Linked DNA regions of Hordeum vulgare: region 1 is linked to region 2. The links are chromatin contacts, called in public Hi-C maps. All regions are on one chromosome and are shown on one strand. Each heading gives the region's core, a stretch centred on a gene start, on an enhancer-like site or on the middle of the called end of the contact. The rest is flanking DNA. Distances are from core to core; before and after follow the strand shown. Region 1 holds the start of LOC123412887. Region 2 holds the start of LOC123413488 (pumilio homolog 5-like).

Evidence for each region. Hi-C and Micro-C count contacts between places; a contact is called where the count stands out from the background.
Region 1: a Hi-C map of seedling shows a contact between it and region 2, with 4 times the contacts expected there. The contact joins the promoter of LOC123412887 here to the promoter of LOC123413488 in region 2. A contact is called at or near these places in 1 of 6 Hi-C or Micro-C datasets (seedling) and 1 of 1 datasets of contacts at active chromatin or transcription factors (embryo).

What each region holds. Positions count from the first base shown.
Region 1 is chr7H:188,599,957-188,602,671 of MorexV3_pseudomolecules_assembly, reverse strand. It overlaps LOC123412887, which reads right to left and starts at 1,305. Exons shown (of 5, transcript XM_045105849.1): 1 at 1,003-1,305; 2 at 304-869. The coding sequence starts at 775. The region is part of intron 2 of LOC123412888 (a long non-coding RNA gene); the gene reads left to right.
Region 2 is chr7H:187,986,016-187,988,715 of MorexV3_pseudomolecules_assembly, reverse strand. It overlaps LOC123413488 (pumilio homolog 5-like), which reads left to right and starts at 1,267. Exons shown (of 10, transcript XM_045106428.1): 1 at 1,267-1,587; 2 at 2,272-2,700. The coding sequence starts at 2,276.

The sequences.
Region 1 (2,715 bases), core at 56-2,555, 610 kb before region 2:
CAACTCGACACGCAAAAACTCTGAGCAACCATACAAAAGACTAGAATGTGCTATATTTTTCACCATGCAGATTTTTCAAATCTATCATTATACTAAAAAGGAAAATCGATGGTGTGCACTTCTAGGTGGACTAAATGGTGCCGTTACTTAGCAAAGAAGAGCGATAACTGAAATGTTGCTTTGAAACTAATATGCCAGCCAGATAGCAGCAGGAAAGTAAAACACATTGTGTGGCATTCAAGTCAAACACGCAACAACTCTAAGCAGCCATACAAGAAACTACAATGTGGTTATAATTTTCACCTGGATCCTTAAAGATCTGTGTAATCATGTTATCAAACGCCACCATTCTCTGAGAGTACTTATCATAGAGCGAGTCGAAGCCACATAGCGGGAACCCTTCACCGACGTCGGACTCCATCCACTCCCTGGAGCTACTCCCTTCCTCCTCCTCCTCCTCGTCCCCATCCTCCTCCACCTCAGCATTCTCATCCTCCGGGATGAGCACCATGAAGGTGTTCTTCCTCATGTCCTTGAGCCTCCGCTTCACCTCGTTGGTGATGAAATCGTCGTCCTCGTCCTCCTCTTCCTCCCCAACCTCCTCCCCCACGTTGGCCACACCGGCCCCTGCGGCCGCCTCAGGGTTCTCCTCGAAGACGTCACCCTCCAAACCCACATTCCCGGGGTTGGCCTCCTCTTCGCACTCCAAGGCCTCTCCCTCACGCCTGGAGCCCTTCCGGGCCTTGCCAAACTTCTTGAGCTTGAAGAAATCCATGACCCGGGAGCTCACTCCTAAAGCCGGAACCTACCCTCCCCCTTTGCCTTTCCCCGGTTGGTCCAGAGGCCGCGCGCGCTCACTTTCGCCTCTCCTGCAAGCAGCACGAGAATCGCCCGGTGCGTAAAAAGGACCCGACAGGGACGGGAGAATAAAACGAAAGGGACAGGAACAGGAGCGGCTCGCTAGAACCCTAGCGGATCAGCGGCGGCGCCGCCCGGAAATACCTCGCGGAATGGAACGATCTGCGGCCTGGGCTCGCGGGATCGGCCGGTGGAGAGCGGCGGCGGCGGCTAGGAGACGAGATCGAGGCGCCGGACACCGGGGAGAAAACGGCCGCGCCGACGAACCTCGGGACGGGAAGCTCCACCCCCTCGCGCCGGCGATTGGGCCGTTTGCTGCGGGGGCTGCGGCGCTGCTGGTTCTGATTCTGCTGCTGCTCCTCGTGAGCAGCCTCCCTCTCTCGCCTGGTGGCCTCGTGAGGTTTGGGGGCTTGAACTGGCACGGCGCGTCGCCGACCTGTTCCGTTTTGGTTTTGGGCGATGCCTGGAGTGGTTTAACCGCGGGGTTAGGAGGGGTTTAGGCGGCGGGGTTTGAATCAGGTTGGGGGGTTTTACCGCTTTACGGCGTGATTAGGATGGTCAAAGCGGGGAGTGTGTGTGAAGTGCATCGGAGACCGGGCTGAATGGTACGACGCCTGTCGTCGTCTCGTCTCCGCGAATACAATAGCAGCGAGCGGTCGAGGACTGCGGCAGGCTGCTGACGCTGGGGCTGGGACCCTGAACCTGTTTTCCCTTTCCTTTTTCAGGGGTCACGGGTTCTCAGTGCTCTCCTCACCACGGCGGGCCAAAATTTCGGGTTTTCCTTCGTGAAAAGTTCATTAGGATTTGACCCTGCTTCAAAAAAAAAAAAAAAATCGTACCCTAGGAATATTAGGAGTAGGGTTAGATAGCATACCGTCGAGACCTTCGACGATAGACAATTCATCCAACTGATGGCTGTCGTGACCTCCGTTCGACCCTACCGTTATAGGGCCCGACGGTAGGCTGTCTAACCCTATCGTCAGGGTCTTCGGCAGTAGGGCTCGCGCAGTTATAAGCTCAGGGGCTGGTTCGCTCATCCCTATCTTTTCCCCCACCCCGCCGCAGCTCCAACTGACGGCTGCCGTGACCTCCGTTCGACCCTACCGTCACAGGGCCAGACGGTAGGCTGTCTACCCCTACCGTCAGGGTCTTCGGCAGTAGGGTCCGGGCATTTATAAACCCGTGGGGCTGTTTCGCCCACCTCCCATCTTTTCCCCACCCCGCACGCAAGAACAAAGAATTCTCCTTCTTGCTCCCTCTCCCATCCCCTTCACTCCCTTCCTCGGATCTTCTTCGTTTGTTGACAGTTTTTGTAGATCGAGATGGCTTCGAAAATGGAAAAGTAAGCTCTTTCAATCCCTCCAATTAGTTTTAGTCAAATAGCTTTCGATTCGATCCATTATTTGCTTCAAATGAACCCTATTTTTTACTAGAGTTTCAATTTGGTTGATCCTAGGGTTATTTAGGTTGATTCTATATGATGTATGGGGTTGAATATGGACCCTAGTAACTAGGTGAAGAGATGCTATGTAGTTTGAAGATGAACCCTAGTTCATGTTAAAAAATGAATGCCATATGATATATGTTGGGGGGATTCTAACTAGTGATGGATGATGTAGTTGATGGATGATGTTGAATGGATGGATCATATATTGCAATGTTTGAATACAATGGATTTTGGTGAATTATGCATATGCATATTTACGTATTTTTGTACAAATGTTGAATACATGAATGAATGATGTTCAAAATAAAATTGAAAATGGTTTAATGATGTTGAATGAATGATGTTAGTTGAATATGATTAATTTGTATTTATCGCTTATGATGGTTGAATGTGATATGAATGTTTGTTGA
Region 2 (2,700 bases), core at 18-2,517:
GTCGACGATGTTCTGATGATCCGCTACGGTCGTGTCTTGTTGATCCGCGATGACGACGACGGTCGCGGGCATCCCCCTGTTCGATGGCTGCCGCATCTCGTTTAGGAGAGGAGGCATCGGCCGCGAAGGCCGCGTCCCGTCGTACCAACCAAGGTGGGAGGGATGATGGGAGGAGAGACGAAAAAAATTCAGACGAGGGTGGGAGGAGGGACAAAAAAGAACCCACACAAAAAGCGGAGGACGAAAAATAACCATGGACGCAATCCTACCAACCAAGCCTTTAGGACTAGATATAAAAGGTGAACCAACATGTGGTTGGATGGTTAGAGGGTCAGTGATATCCTGAGCCCATCAGAATTCAAGTCCCAAAGCTTGCATTATTTCTGAATTTATTTTCGGCGATGCGCATTCAGTGAGAGGAGACGTTTCCGTTGACAAGACTCTTAGACGACTTCGTAAATCTCACGATAATATGTCGGCTCAGTCTCTCAAAAATGCTCATAGCGATAGGATGTGTGTGTATACGTAGGGGTAAGTATATGCATGTTTATATGAATGCTTGCATTTGTACTGTGTTAATAAATAAATAAAGATAACAAATATTAGAACCGAAGTGCTTCGTGCAACACATGATCTTATCATTTGGGTATAAATTTTAGTCGACTTAAGGTTTAGGAAAGTCCAACTCTCCTTGTATTATTTTTTTGAATGTTTTACTCCGTATAGGTGTAAAATTTTAAACACACGGGTATTTTCTTCTTCTTCAACATAGTATAGACGCAATCGTTCATATACATGCGTATACACTCATCCTTATAAACACACACGCGCATACTCTATCTCTATGAACACCTCCGAAAGACTGAGCCGTCATATCATTTTAAGATTTTTGAAGTCATCGTCGACGAAAACGTCTCCTTGCATTAAAAGTGTATCATCGAAAATTTTAAAATAAATTCAGAAACAATACAAACACCAAGACTTGAATCATAATATGCTAGAATAATACTAATCCCTCTAACCATTCAACCAGAAATTGGTTTACACCCATATCTATATTTCTCTGCCGGAGCCATTTCCACGTTCCGAGTACAGCTGCTCCATTCGGGTGGCCGTAGCGTCCAGCGCACCTGCTACCGTCACCGAGCTGACCCCTGTGCCCCGTGCTCCGGCGACACGTTGGCGTACCAGATAGGCCCGTCACCGTCACCACCACCGCATCCCCGCCGCACATCATCTCCCAGCACGACCCTCAAAGCAGTGGGGACGACGCCGCCGCCCGCGGCAAGCAAGCGGTTCGAGGGTTTTAGACGCGACATCCCTTTTTCTCCGCCCGCAAAAGAGAAAGAGGGGAAGACCCAGAGAGGAGGAGCAAGGCTTCCAGAAGGAGAAGATCGTCGGCGACGAGAGGGAGAAGGGGGACTCGACCTGGTTCTTCTCCGGGGAGGGAGAGGGAGAGGGAAGCGAGGGCTGGCCAGTTGCCGCGGCTTGGGGCGAGGAGGTCAAGGTAAAGGAGGTGGCCGGGTTGGTGCCGGCTCTGGTGCTCGCCTAGGGTTTGGAAGCTTCGGCTGGCTCGGAGGCGCCAAGGTACCTATCCCTCTCGTTCGCTCTCCCTCGCTCTCTCCCGTATATAATCAGGCGACCTCACTAGAACAAGCACAAAAAAAGTCGTCTAAAAAGACTCACCGGAACAGAAAGGAACCGGGATTTTCCTCGATTTTGTTGTGATTTGGAGGTACAGGATTGAGGGTGTCGAGGACGGCCTAACTTTGTGTCCAGGTGTCTGATGGATTTGTGCCTGATTTCGCTGCCAAGCTCTTGCCTTTTAGGTGCAAATTGGGCGCTTTCGCTTTGGAATTGCTGTGTGCTTGGGCTGCAAGCATGCAATCCATTGCGTTAGGCTTCTCGTTGACAAGTCATTTCTATTTACCCCAAGTTATAATGCCACATTTTGGGTCATCCAGAGATTCCGAGGCTTGGTACCTTAGCATGTTTGGGTAGTCTCCTTGTATGTTATTATTATTCTGTCATTCATAGTTTCCTAATATGAAACATTAACTCTGGAAATCATTTGCTTCAACCAAGCTTATCTTGTTGCCTGCTGAATGTGCCAAATCGGTAAATCCAGTTACCCCTGAATGGATATACATAAAAAAGTTGATCTTGAATAGCTAGACTAGGAAAATGATAGAGTAGGAATGTAACTTGCTAATATAGTCAATTGATAAACACTAAATATTCATTTTCCCCCTCTCATCTGGTTCCTTGCAGTGTAATGGCCACACAGAGTGCTGTTCGGTTAATTGGAGGGGGAGGGGCTGGTGGCTGGACTAAGGATTTCGGAGCATTCGACTCTCCACTGGGAAATCTTCCTGGAGAAGGGCTGGGGTTTGTGGAGAGTGGCAGTGGGATTTATGGGGGCTGGGGGGAGTCTGTCCCAAATCGAAGTGGAAGCGCGCCTCCTAGCATGGAGGGATCTCTTGCTGCTCTTGGTAATCTTATAGGCCAGAAGAGTGGAAACTTCGACGCCAGTTTAGGTAACTTGGACAATGTGATTGGAAGTTCCACGGCCGAGGAGCAGTTACGTGCTGATCCTGCATACTTCGACTATTATGGTTCCAAGGTGAATTTGAACCCAAGGCTTCCTCCTCCACTAATCTCAAGGGAGAGTCGCCGCTTCATGAACCGAGTTGGCAAGGT